Linked DNA regions of Mus musculus: regions 2 and 3 are each linked to region 1. Evidence: chromatin contacts called from public HiChIP or PLAC-seq data. All regions are on one chromosome and are shown on one strand. The core of a region is the stretch at or near the end of the contact, and the rest is flanking DNA. Distances in the headings are between cores, read along the strand shown.

Region 1 (4,432 bases), core at 1,256-3,755:
GATCCAGATCTTGAGGCTGAAGACACAGACTTCTGACCTGGATCTTGACATGGCATGCATCTTAGTTAGGGATTTACTGCTGTGAACAGACACTATGACCAAGGCAACTCTTATAAGGACATTTAATTGGGGCTGGCTTACAAGTTCAGAGGTTCAATCCATTATCATTAAGGTGGGAGCATGGCAGCATCCAGGCAGGCATGGCGCAGGAGGAGCTGAGAGTTCTGAAGGCCGCTAGTGGAAAACTGACTTCCAGGCAGCTCAGATGAGGGTCTTATAGCCCAAACCCACAGTGACACACCCACTCCAACAGGGCCACATCTTCTGATAGTGCCACTCCCTGGGCCAAGCATATACAAACCATCACAGCATGACACTCTCTTTGGATTCAGATCTGGAGGCATAGTGGTCACAAGTAGCTTAGGCCCATGCAAGGTAGTACACACTTTTAATCCCAGGAGATGAAGGCAAGCACATCTCTGAGTTCAAGGACAGTCCGGGACAGAGCAAATTCCAAATCCAGGCATGGTGGTACACACCTCTGGGCCACGTCGGCTGGAGGACGATGTAAGGAAGTTGGAAGGAGGAAGGCTCACTCTCCCTCACCTGCTTGCACTTACTTGCCAGCACATCTGTTAGAATCTGCATATTCAGGATTCCAGCTTACACAGAAAACCAGATGAAACAACTACCCTCATGGACTTCCCATTCACAGATGCCCATTGTTGGGTTAGCTGGACTGCAAACAGTAAGTCATTACAATAAATTCCCTCAATGTAGAGAGGCAACCCATAAGTTCTGTGATTCTAGAGAACCTGACTAGTACAGTTTCCTTTGGATTCTTAGCCTTACTAATAAAATAATTTAAAACTGTTTCAGAAAGAAGGTCATAAACAATTTTATTAAACTTAGAGGGGAAAAAAAAAAGACAGGATAAACAAGCTGAAAAACCTGTGGCCTCCAAGAGGAGATGAGAAAACTGTCTTTTAAGTCGGGCAAGGAGGTAAAAAAAAAAAAAAAAAAAAAAAAAACCAGAAAGCACAGAACCTCAGGAAAACTGTGTCTCAGGGAAACTGTGCCTTAGGCTTTTAGCCAGTACCCAAAAAGGAGATGAAAGAAATGAAAATGGAGCTGAGGGGGTTCAGCAGGAGTTTAGCACCAAGCCTCGAACCTAAGATCCCTAGGACCCACATGTAAAAATAGCGTAGTCAGGAACCCCACTACACCCAAGGCTGCACCTGGCAACCAGAACCCAGTGACATCGCTCACTCAAGATAGTCAGACACAGTCCTAGTACCCCATATCTACTGGACAGTATGTAAGCAGAGACCAAGAACAATGCTCTGTCCTGCACATCTGGAGAGAAGCCACCCTGATTTGCCCTGCAGCTGGAGAGTCTCCCTAGGATCCTGAACCTTCCAGGATCAGAGACTTATGTTAGAGCCTGGACCTGACCTTCAGCTAAGATACCTAGACAGGTGAGCAGTGTTGGGGAGACAGGCTTAGGACCACATAGGAATTGAGAGTGTGAATGACCCTCAGCATAATGAAACATAACTTTTGTTACACTACTTGTTATACTAACTACACGTTAGCTTACTCAAGACACTCAGGGATTAAGAATACTTGCTGTTCTGACAAAGGACCTGATAAGGTTGTTAGCACCCACACTGAAGCCCACAATCACTTGTAGGCTCGAACATGAAATACAGTCATACATGCAGACAAAACAATGACACACACAGATAAGTAAATCCAAAAATAATAGTAATTCAAAAGAAAAACCATGCTAGTATCCAGGTCAAAGTTTGATGGCATGCCTTTCCATCAAATAAAGGGCAAGTATGCCCAGGAATGGGAATGCATTAGTGAGCTTAGGTGAACCACGAAGCCACAAAGACACGATGTGATGTGTATGCCGTATACTTTCTCTTATGGCACCGGTTTTTCTCTCGAACGCTCATTCATTAGAAGTCCCGGTCGGAAGGAGTTTCCAGTCTTTTCCAGCAAACGAGCTTGCTCCCTGTGCTAATGTGGCATCCCCACTGAACATTCTGCATCCACTCACCTTCCCACCTCACTCCATCCCCCAACCAACGCCGTCCGGACTTGGTGTCCTCGTTAAGATCTTGTGCACTACCAGGACCTTATATTTTAATTTTTCTCAGTTGGAACTCGAACCAGGACCTGTTCAGGGATGCCACCACCGAGCCTCGTTCAACCCTTCTATGTCTCAGAGAAGGTGTAGACATCGGCCATGCCCAGGGCTGGCATTAACCGCCCCGCTGTGAGTCAGGAGGGCCAGGATAACGAAGGAGACTCGGGCACCGGCGCGAGGGGGCGCGGCAAGCACCCTGGGGGCGGGGCCAGGCGCAAGGAGACCTGGGAACTGGGGCGGTGGCCAGGCGCGCGGAACCCTGGGAGCGGAGCGCGCGGAACCCTGGGAACGGGTCGAGCCGTCGACAAACAAGGGATCGGGGGCGGGGCGGGGCGCGGGGAGACTTGGGAACGGGGGCGGGGCGGCCCAGCGCGCGAGCCTAACGGCTGAGGCCGAAGCGCGGGAGACGCGGCCGGCGAGGCTCCGCCTTGCGTGGGTTTGAACAAAGCTCCACCCCGCACGCCACCAATCGGCGCTCGTGCGGCGGCGCCATGGCGACCCTTTGTGGGCGCTGACCGATCCGGGTGCCCGAAGGAGTGGCGGGGTCTGCCTTGCGGCGCCGGTAAGTGTGTAGCTGGTTTGCGCCTTCGAGCTTCTGCGGCATGGGCGGCGTCGGCGCAGAGCACCCCCGGGGCGGTCGGGCGGCCTCAGGGTCCTCGGGCTTCCTGCGCCGGCCGCCCTTCGGCGCTCACGACGCCGCGGCGTGTTGAGTGACACATACCGAGAGCCGGAGCGGCGGGTCTGAGCTGGCCGTCCCGCCCTCCGCCCACGCTCCCCTGCTTCCGCTCTCTCTTCCTCCCGTGGCCTTGCCTTTCTCCGCGGTCCCCTCTTCTTTGGTTCACCCCGCGTCGGTCTTCCACCTCACCTTTCGAGCTGGCCGCCGCTTGCTGTGCGCAGTTTCGGGGGACTGGACCTTCCCTGGCTTTTAGCAGCGCCGAGCCCCAACCGTCTGTCTGCTGGCCAGGGACCGATTCCCGATTCCGGGAGGGCTGGGTGGGCTCCGTGCAGCCGCCCGCCTGGTGAGTGTTGGCCTTGCGCTCTTTTCTTTGTTTCTTGGATTTTCATTCCCTTGAGAAGTGTCTTGTGTTGCCTGCCCTTCCCCTACTGCAGTAGACCCCACTTCCTTCCAAACTCATCATTTATGGCCTAGTAGGTACTGCCTGGCATCGGTGGAACTTGGCCGGAACCCGGGCTCTGTCTTTGCTAGCCTGTCCTGAGGCCAATTGTAACTAGAAAAAGCCTCCAGAAACCTTTTCTAAAGTTTTTCTCCCCTAGGTAGGGTCACCAGGGAAGGGACTTCTTCCAGCACTTGAAACAGACGTACAGCACCCGCGTATTTCCTCCTGGTGGCCTTTGTATCTGACATACGAGATGGCAGAGCTGAGCTGGACACTGATCTAAACGATTCTGGGAAACGTTTTCTGCAAGCATAGTCGTTTGTCTCATCAACCTAATGCATTCAGAAATCTCCCCATTTTAGAGGTGCTAGTCTTAAAAGGAAGGCAGGCAGGCAGGCATAAGAAAGCCCCACATCCTTCCAAGGGTCACTGATACAAAGTCTGAAGCAGACGTAGTGGGACAATAAACTCCATCAAAGGACCATCAAGTTCACTGGCCCCAGGATTTTTCCAACTAGTCCCTCGCCCCAGTTGCTCTTTGAGGAAGTATTTTAACACAGTTGTGATTTTCGTTTTGTTTTTGAGACAGGGTTTCCTGCAGGCCAGGTTGGCCTCAGACTCACAGTGCAACCAGAAACAACCTTACTCTCCTTCTCTCTGCTTCCCAAGTCTGCCACCATGCCCAACTTGGAAACCATTAACTTGTGGTTCTCCTTAAAAAAATCCAACATCCAGATGAATGCTTGCTTGCGGTTACAATCCAAGCCTGGGTTGTCATAGATCTGCACAGGTAAAACCAAGACTCTAGTGGATGGTCAGAGCCCAGGAAGCTGCTCCCACATGGTCACTGAGGTAGGACGGCTCCAAGATATGATGGTTGTGGAGTCCTGGGCCGTCTCTTTACCTCAGGTTGTTGTAGGGTAGTTAGCACTCACTTCCACTTTACTGTCCACCGGCCTCAACACTATCTGAGCCCCCAGAATGCCTGGCTCTTGTTGTTCAGCCAGTGCTTGGGTGGGGAAAATTGGAGGGCACCATTGTGCCTTGACTTAGCTTTGGACTGAAGGAATGTCAGACATTTACCTAGACTTGGAAAGCGATTCTGGCCATCTGGAAATAGGTGTGAGATGTGGAACGTAATTTATACAGAACTTAG
Region 2 (4,432 bases), core at 864-3,363, 60 kb after region 1:
CCAGGGGCTTTCTGCAACCTCCCAACTGCCTGCTGATGCCCTCCTGGTATTCACTATTCCCAAGGAGACACTAAAACTTGGATTTAGCTTCCTCCTGACCCACAGAGCCTCTTGGCAACAAGCATTCCTTGTCTCACAGACAGGATGGCTTGAGGGGTGTGGTGAGTACTGGCCACTCCCAAAGCTGCCCACAGAGGGCTAGAAGGGTGGGGGCTGATGTGTAACAGGGGAATGGCCAGGGGAGAGAGGTTGGGTACTTCTGTTCGTGTCTCCATGAGTAGCCACACAGGCTGGAGAGTCAGTCAAGTTGAGGAGACATAGATGACTCTGGAAAGCTGATTAGTACACCTCTGCCCTACAGACAGGAACAGCTATAACACTCCTTGCCTAGGTCGTCCAGCCTCCCTCTGGGCTGATTTACAAGTGTCAGCCAAACTTGATGTGTGCCTAGTAACACTACAGAGTCTGTCTAGGGCACATTTATTATCCCTGCCTGTCTTAAGTGGGTCAGTCCTCTGCTCAAGGCCCCACAGGGATGCCATCAGATGTAAGCAGGGGCTATGTTTCATCTCCAGATAGAAGTATAGGAGCCACTGAAGTAGCCATGATTGCTATATCAGTTACCTGGGAGCTGGGTGAACACAGAAGGACCGCATCCTTTTGTTTCCTGGAAGCCATTGTCTACTCTATCACATGGATTTGCCTGCATAGCCAGCAAGGGACAGACTCCCAGACAGACGATGGTACAGTCTCATGTCACTCAGCTGAGGATGTGGCGCCTCTTATCTTGTATGTTCTTTTAGAGACAATAAGACATGAGCCTTGCCCGCACTCAAGGCAAGAGTACACAGAGGTATAAGTACCAGGAATTGGGTACTGTGGAGCTCACTAAGTTTGTTTGCCGCCTCAAGAAGGGCCATGTCATAGTACAAGACCCCCACCATCTCCTAAGCCTGTCCAGCTGGATCTCTTTTAGAATACACCAAGAAGTCTAGCACTGACACCAGTGGGTGAAACAGACCCATCCTGGCTGAGCCAACAGGGCAGCCTGAACTGGCGTCTCCCCTGGAGTGTGTCTGAGAGTCATGCAGGGCCTAAAGAGCAAACCCACCCTCCCGGAGGGCAGAGCTGGAGTGGGGCACAGTCTGCTCCTAAGTAAGGTGCTGCCCTGCCACTCTCAAACCAGCAGGAGGGCCTGGATCATGGTGGGATGCTGCAGGGAGGAGGGCCTGGAGCACGGTGGGATGCTGCAGGGAGCAGCCACAGCCATGGCAGAGCTTGGCCTCACTCTACCCCAACCCCTTGTGGGTCCTGAAGGGCTGTGAGAGCCACGTGTAGCCACACTTCCAGATCCTTGCACAATTAGCAGGAAGGCAGGCTGGGTTTAGGGCACTTTCTGCCCAGATGGGGATGCTGATGCCTAAGGTGTCCTTTAAGTGGGTGAGTCCGGGCTACGGATGAAGCAGCAAGAGCTTGGCCCCTGCCTGGTGCGATCATGTTAGCTCTCTCTGAGTATAGAAGGAAGGAGAGGGCAGAGAAAGGGTGTTCTACAGGAGAGAAGGACCCTGGACATCTATGCAGTATCTGGTGCTCTCCACACTCCCAAAGCATCCCTGAGCCCCAGCTCCCTACAGCCCTTGTGACAGCAGTGGGCCAGATAGGCCTGAATCTTGGTCAAAAATAAGTAAGAGGTTGGATGTGGACATTGGCTTCCAATTCAGTATCAGCCCAGCATCAAAGGTCAAGACTCCATCCCAAACCATGCTTCATGCCCTGCCTCGGCACACAGGATGATAACTCTCACCAGGCTGATCCAGTCCTTCTGGGTTGATGTCAAAAGCTCTAATACTGGTCTTCAGGACACCATCCCCTATTTCCAGGCAGGGACCTGATCCCACCCTCATAATAGCCATGCAGCCCTGAACCTATCTCTCTTAGCCCCACCCCATTCTTCTTCTATAGTGTTGTCCCCACGCAACAGTGAGCCATAATTCCAGATCCTGATGAGGTTGGCTGGGCTCCTCAGTTGCTGCTCCTTCCCAGCCCACCCAGCCCCAGTTCTGAGACAAAACTTCCTTTCATGAGCACAGGGCTTAACTGGAGTGAGCATATCAATGGACCTCTTTATCTTTTGGGATAAGGAGGTTCCTGCATGTCCTGAGCACACTCAGTGGGGCCCTTGCCTGTGAGACAGCATTGCTGCTTTAAGGAGGGAAATCCAGAGGAATCCCTGAAGGAAGTGGGGGAATCACAGGGGCTGAGCCTTCCTGGTGCTGGAATCGTTGCCTGGGTAGGAGAAACTTGCGGACTAAGTCATGACAAAGCCTTTCAACACATACTTCCTTGGAGGCTGGCAGAAAATCGGGGCCCACACATAGTGAGAAAATGACCCACAGGGAACGGGAACATGGCTTGTTAGGTAAAGGTTCTGCTGTGGAGGCGTGGGAACCCGAGTTCAGGTCTCTAGCATCCAGGTAAAAAGCCAAGTGCCTTGTAATTTTATGCTGAGGAGGCAGAAACAGGATTCCTGTTGTTTGATGGACAGCTAGTCTAGCCAATCCAGCAAGCCCTGGCTTCAGAGGGAGACCTGATGGACAGCTGGTCTAGCCAATCCAGTAAGCTCTGAGTTCAGAGGACGACCCTGTCTGAAAAACTAAGGTGAAGGAAGATACCCAATGCCAACCTCTAGACACTGTTCACACATGGCGTGTGCATCTGCACAACATAGAAACATGTACATACACCACAGACAAGAAGGAGGGAAAGAGAGAGAGAACACAGACAGACATGTCCACTTTTGACCTGGGTCAGGTCAGTAGCTGGTGGCAGGGTTTTATTGTGGCTGGACAGCACCAACATTACATCTGGGAATGGCCCTAGCAACTCATCATAGGTAGACCAGGGAGGGTTCTGGGGGTCACTTATATGTAGTTGCTGTCTTCCCATGTCACCGTGGTGCCTCCCTCTGCTTTAGCCTCTTCTTCGTTTAAAAGCCGTTGAGAGCTCTGCCGGAAGCTGTTTGTCTGATGACAATCTCGGGCCCTCAGTGGTGATCCTTTGCTTGCTTGGTTTCTGAGCTTGGGCAGATGGAAGTCTGGGGAGCATCAGTGTCCATCTAGAGCTGTAGGCCAGAATCAAAGGGATCAACCCTCAGCCCTACCAGACACAGTCCTGGCTCGGGACTTGTCTGTCTAGGTCCATAGCATAGTGGGAACTCCAGTCTCGTTCAAAGAGTTGCCTCAGCTGCTCCTGCACGGTGGTTGCGCCTGGCTGGGCTCTGGGGGTCTTCTGGCTGACAATCAGGCCCACACCAGCGGTGTGGCTGAAGTAGTCTTCTGACCAGTTAGAGGTGCCTGGAGGAGGGGGAGGGGGAGACACTGATCCCTGGGCCTGTGTCCCCTGCAGTCCTGTGGCCTGTGCTGTGGCCCTTGCTACAAGTTGAAGGACAGCTCAGAGCACTGACCTCTGTGCTGCCATCAGACCCCGGGCATGGCAGCCCCTCGTTTAGATGTAGTTGGTTCTTTACCAGCGTTCTGGGCCCCCATGCGCAGGACTTCACCTGGCAAGCTGGGCTAAGTGTCTGGCTCCCAGGATATGTGAGCATATCTCTCTTGTCCAGCTCTCTGTCGGCCCACACATCTTGCCCCAGCCACTCACCTACATAGGCTGTCTTGTCTGTGACCATGAACTTGCTGTGGTTCACGCGGCTGAACGGGATGTTGGAATGATTTCCCACAGGCACGATGAAGACTTTCTTTGGGGATTAGGAGTGAGTTAGGGTGGGCAGGGTGGGAGAAGAAACTTCCTTCCCCACGCCCACCTCCACCCCCCACCCCAACCCATGAGGTCAGTTTCTTACCACATCCACTGAGATGCCAGCCGAGGGGTTACTGAAAGCCTGCAGGGACCTCAGATAAGCGAACATGGTGGGGTCTGTGTTGAACCAGCAGCTGACCAGTAAGCGCACATGCACACCCTTATTGAGGGCCGCTGCCCGTAGCGCATTGTCCAGCACGGGCCAGTACCTAGGATGAGAGGATCAGTGTCCTGCCTGAAACCAAGGTGAGTAGGGGGGTCTCAGCTGCAGGTACACTGTGTCTAGGACTTGCCAACCAGGAGGGTGGACCTCAGCCAGACCCACCTGGCATGGTGGGTGAAGCGCGTGGTAGGGAAATACTCCATCACCGAGACATAGATGAACTGGCGAGCACCCTCCATCACTCCCAACACTGCGTCCAGATCCCGGGTCCGGCCATGCGGGCAGAGGGAGGGAGGGGAGGCCTGCAGTAGGGAAAGCATTTCTCAGAACACTGCCACCCTTGAAGCAGGCGTTTCCTAAGCTCATGACTCCATTGCCCACTCCCTAAGCAACCCCATGTGGTGAATGAGACCATTCCCCAGTGACCAGAGGGGCCCCTGAGGTCTGAGAAGG
Region 3 (4,432 bases), core at 1,324-3,823, 46 kb before region 1:
GCTTCTTCGATCACCATGCTTTCAGGTGCTCCCAGCACCCACCACTGGCCTCCTTCCCCACAGTCTGTGCCTCATGCAGGAACCTCTGAGTTCCTGGGCTCTACAGCCTGCTTCCAGCTCCTCTTCCATCAGAACTATAGAGAAACTCCACTAAATTCTCTACCCAATAGTAATCTCAGTTGGCCAGTCGGTCGCCTTCTGCAGCCATGAGCTGCAGCAGCCACCTGGCTCTAGACACCTATAATTTGGGAGATCAGTCTCCGAAGCCTTGCCCTAGGCTAGCCTAGCCACTTTCCTGAGGGTCTGTCAGTCCATTGCATCACGTTAAGTGCCAAGCCTGCACTGGCTAGGAACTGGAGCACGACTTAAGGGTTACAGCCATCGGAAGGGCTCCTGGCAGGGTCCAGTCCTTGCTGAAGGGATCCTCTGCCTCTCCAGTCAGCAAAGGCGCAGCACAGACCTGAGACAGCCTATGAACCCCGCCCAACAGCACCCCAGCCTCGCCAGGTATGCACCGGGCCGGGGGCGGACGCTGGAGCGCGGTCGGCTGGGCCCGCCAGAACAAGCTCAAGGACCGCGCGCACAAAGGCGCATTCCGCCGCACCCCTGCTCTCTGCCCCACGCTGTCCGCTTCCCGCCTGCCTCTCTGGGTCTCTCCCCGCCTTCGCTGGGGGTGTGTCGCGATCAGGGTCCTCTCCTCCCCGCCCTACCCCCAACTCGGGCGCCCTACCCGGCGGGCGGCGCGCAGGCGCGGGCTTGTCTGACCCCCGTGCTGGAATCTGCTTGCGGGCCCCGTCCCACCCCCCTACTCCATTCTGTCCCGAGGGAGTCAGCGGCCACGAGGGACCTGGGTGGCTCAGGAGTCCTGCCACATAGTTTTTCCGTTCCCTGGGAAACTTCCTACACCCAGTAGGCCCTTTTAGGACCCCTTCTCCCGGGTTGAGAGTTCCTTCCTTGTGTCCTTCTCACCCCCAACCTAGGAGGCAAAGGACCCCGTGGAGTTCCTATTCTGAGTTTCCGCAGCAGACGCTCTACTTGAACGAACATGGCAAGACTCTCGCACTCGGTGGCCAGGTAGACACTGGCGGTAAGGACTGACCAGGAGTGACAACACCAACCCGAGGCAGGTAGCCCACAGAAGCAGCGAGGCTCACCTCGGCTCAGTCCTCCAAGGCTCTAAGCAATGCCAGATGGCTTCCGTGGCTCGACTAGAAAAGCGTAGTGAGGCCACTTGGAAGGATGGAGTAAGTCCAAAGCCCACTCCAACCACCACAAGTGTGGAAACAGGATATTCATTACTGTCATTCTATCCAGTAAATGGGGAAACTGAGGCAAGTGATCTCTCCAGATGGCTGCGCATCTCAGGAGCTCCCATAACCTCTGGAGACCACCTCTGGTGGACTCCGGAACTAGCCCATCCCCTTGGGTTCTGAGACGCTGCCCTTGTCTTCCTGGGCTTAGAGGGTGCCTCTCCTTCCCTCTAGTCGATCCCATGTCCCAGGATTAGTTGTTGAGAGAGATTGGAGATAGGCAAACTACCACCCAGCTCACAGCGACCACGAGAGAAACCGTACTAGAAGAGTCTCGGATTTCCTTGTCTGGCTGCAGCCCTGACCGGCATCAGGCTGCACATTGGGTAGTAAGGAGTCAATCACTGCTGGTGCTAGAACTCCAAGATAGAGCCAGAACTCTAGGAGCCAGAGTTCGAGAGCCTGGGGAGTCGAGACTAGCCCCGCCTCCATCTTGCGCCTGGGCCGGGCTGGCAGGGTTTGGGCGTGGCCCGCTAGCTGGAGTTGGCCGGGATCAAAGGGCGGAAAGCGGGCCTCCGCCCACACCCACTGAGACAGGAATCTGTGGCCCAGGGGGACAGAATCTTCAGCCACATTCCGGGTGCCCGGGGCCCAGCAAGGCAAGGGTGGGGCGGAGCTGGAGTGCCAAGACTGGCATCACGGAGCGTGGGAAAGACTGCGCTACCAGCACTCAGCTCCAGCTGCCTGGGAGGCAGGCGGTAACTTTTGCCAGATCCAGGCGGTGGCCTTGCCCAATCTGGCTGCCCTGGATGGCATTAGGCAGGAGGGTCAAAGGGGGTCCACACTGCCAATCCAATTCCTGCCTGTTGTACTGGCTCTGGGCTGGTAGGGCCACAGTGGGGAGGGGGCACTGTTAGGTGGGCATTCTACAGTTGCATCAGGCAGCAGGGGTTCTTTATAGGAGTCGATGGAGTTTTGCAAACTCTCCTCCCGCTGAGTAATAGGAACCTGCCTGTAAACAGCAGCCCTGAAGCCCCTGTACTGGCTGAGGATAGACCCCTGGTCCCAGGGTCCAATTATTGCTTCCTCACACCACCATCAACCTCAAGGTCAAGTAACATTCCTGGAGTCATGCAGCAAGCTGGACGCAAGCTAGACACAAGCTGGTTCAGGGTAAACTTGGAAAATTCTGAGGCCCAAGTCTTCCAGCCCTAAGTGTCAGGACCAATGATGTCCCTTTCTCTGGCACGTGTCCTCAGTGGGAGAATGGCATCACAATACTACCTCCCTGAGTCGTCATGATGATGTGAGGTCCCAGCCAACACTCTGCCTCCGGAGCCCTCTCTGGCTCCAAGAACATGGTCTCCCACCTTATCTGTGGAGCTGGGTGCCCCCTGGTGGCCGCAGTGTTGACTTAGGTTTTAGGCTAGCTTTCCCAGCCTATGTCCGCGTGCCAGAGGAGGCCAGCTGGTCTCATCACTGCTCGTCTGGGAGAACGTACTCAGCTTGGACCTTCGGGTGACCATGCTGAAGGAGGTGTGGGTCAGGCTGAGGTGTTTGGTCCTAGACTCCGTTTTCTATGACACAAAACTTGGGAAACCCACAGTGACCTAGCATAGGGGTTCTGGGACTAGACATTTATAGCCATCTATATGGTTTGGGACATGAATACGTGGGTAAGGCTTTGGTGACTAATGCATAAGAGCATGCACCTGTGCCTGTCTGTCTACACTTAGTCTGACACTCTCTTGCTCCCAGAGCCCAGAGCATCATGATAAAGCAACTGAGCAGCTGCTGAGGAGGTTCGGGAGAGGTGGCTCCGTAGGGGCTCCTGTGGTTTGCTCCCAGAAACTGCGACAATGACACATTCATCAGGTATTGTCCCATCGTGACATGGAAATAAAACCTTTTGCATAGATTGGTAGATAGAGGCACAAACCATTTGGTAAAGTGGCTGCAATTCACTGCCCTCTTGGCTTTCTCTAGTGGCTGTTTTGTAGCCCTCACCTGGCATCTTTGGCAGAGATGGATTCCCCTACTCAGTGAGTGAGGGACTCTGAGGAGGTTGGCCTAGAAGAAGGAAAGAGGTTTGTGTGCATCTGGGGTGGGGGTGGGGGGAATCCCATCTCTTCCTGATCTTACCCTCCCTAGCCCAGCAGGCCCAGGGTAGAAGTTGTTGGGACCACAACGAAGCCTCCTGAAACTCCCCTGCAATGTGCTCAGAGGGTCCCTATGAGTCCAGTGGTTTGATAGGCAGAACTGGGTTCCCAGAAGGGAGGGAGTCGGGGCTGGTCCTATGGAGTGGTTAGGGGTAAAGAAGTTAGATTTAGTCTTACTCCACCTGAGTGCTTATGAGGCTCATCTTTCCTAGGGAGGGGACAGACAGAGAGGGGATCAATCGGGAATCTCGCCTCTTCTTGGTCTTGCCCTCTTCTCCCCTTGTCACAGATCTGTGCAAGTCATCAAGTCTCCAGTGTCACGAATAACTGGTTTCTGTGCAAAACTCTATGTTGGGAGGGCTGCATCTGGGTGAGAATGCATTACACCTGGATTTCTGAATCTGCAAATTGAGAACAATAGCAATCCGTACTTCACCCGGTTATTTTGCAAATACAACATAGGCGAAGGCTTGGTGCGCTCCTAGCATTTCTGCCTGGACATCAGGCTGCGGTCCGCCAGACGCGCATGTGCGGGAACCTCAGGAAGTCAGAGCGGGTCACTCAGGTTCGCTCTAGACAGCGAAGGCGGAGACGAAATTCTGCCCTTTACCTGCTGAGGCTCGCTCAGGGGTTGTGGACTCCCCCGCTGACGCCTGGGCAAGCCCCAGCGTGCTCCACTCTCCGTAGGGTATGGGTGGGAGTGGGCTCTTGGCCCTAGGCTGCCGGACGGCCAAGAGCTTACCCAGGAGGCGGAGGAGAAGGGGGGTAACCTAGCTCAAGGACCAGAGGCATGTGGAGCAGGTCGTGGAGCAGATTGTGACATTCCCAGCGAGAAGAGACTGGCCTGTAAGCTCCAGCTCAAAGGGCCGCGTAGGGGCTGGGGGCGTGGGGGTTGATACACTCTGGATCCCAGCCAGAAGGAGCAGCAAGTTTTAGGATCCCGGATGAGCAGGAAAGTCTCCCGAACGGCGGAGGCTGGGGGAGTCTTTTTTTTATCTGCAAGAAAAATCGCTATCCATGTGT

Evidence for each region. HiChIP or PLAC-seq counts read pairs in DNA pulled down with a chosen protein or histone mark.
Region 2: a contact with region 1 is called in an H3K27ac HiChIP or PLAC-seq map of extraembryonic endoderm stem cells. The contact joins the enhancer-like site here to the promoter of Cdca4 in region 1. A contact is called at or near these places in 2 of 484 Hi-C or Micro-C datasets (B cells and bone marrow-derived macrophages), 7 of 115 datasets of contacts at active chromatin or transcription factors (bone marrow-derived macrophages, effector CD8 T cells, embryonic stem cells and 2 more) and 3 of 9 other capture datasets (adipose tissue, liver and pancreatic islet).
Region 3: a contact with region 1 is called in an H3K4me3 HiChIP or PLAC-seq map of embryonic stem cells, with 45 read pairs. The contact joins the promoter of 1700127F24Rik here to the promoter of Cdca4 in region 1. A contact is called at or near these places in 8 of 39 promoter capture datasets (the 3T3-L1 cell line, the C10 cell line, the SN4741 cell line and 5 more), 1 of 15 datasets of contacts at CTCF or cohesin (CD8 T cells), 7 of 484 Hi-C or Micro-C datasets (CD4 T cells, the G1E-ER4 cell line, Th1 cells and 3 more), 17 of 115 datasets of contacts at active chromatin or transcription factors (the 230-238 cell line, CD8 T cells, DN3 thymocytes and 10 more) and 3 of 9 other capture datasets (adipose tissue, liver and pancreatic islet).

What each region holds. Positions count from the first base shown.
Region 1 is chr12:112,827,594-112,832,025 of GRCm38.p6, reverse strand. It overlaps Cdca4 (cell division cycle associated 4), which reads left to right and starts at 2,505. Exons shown (of 2, transcript NM_001359234.1): 1 at 2,505-2,720. It overlaps Gm52009 (apical junction component 1 homolog), which reads right to left and starts at 3,325. Exons shown (of 2, transcript XM_030247054.1): 1 at 3,316-3,325; 2 at 1,750-3,018. The coding sequence starts at 3,325. The coding sequence ends at 2,234.
Region 2 is chr12:112,767,347-112,771,778 of GRCm38.p6, reverse strand. It overlaps Pld4 (phospholipase D family, member 4), which reads right to left. Exons shown (of 11, transcript NM_178911.4): 8 at 4,142-4,281; 9 at 3,860-4,025; 10 at 3,658-3,754; 11 at 2,793-3,353. The coding sequence ends at 3,157. Among named protein-coding and RNA genes, the nearest start is that of Pld4, 8.9 kb to the right of the region's middle. Within about 2 kb of position 2,113, at least 11 of the 459 cell types and tissues checked have an H3K27ac peak or open chromatin away from gene starts, as enhancers often do. A contact at or near this core is called in extraembryonic endoderm stem cells, where this site is marked.
Region 3 is chr12:112,873,967-112,878,398 of GRCm38.p6, reverse strand. 1700127F24Rik (a long non-coding RNA gene) reads left to right here and starts at 2,573. Exons shown (of 6, transcript XR_873068.2): 1 at 2,573-2,786; 2 at 3,009-3,125; 3 at 3,237-3,337; 4 at 3,699-4,255.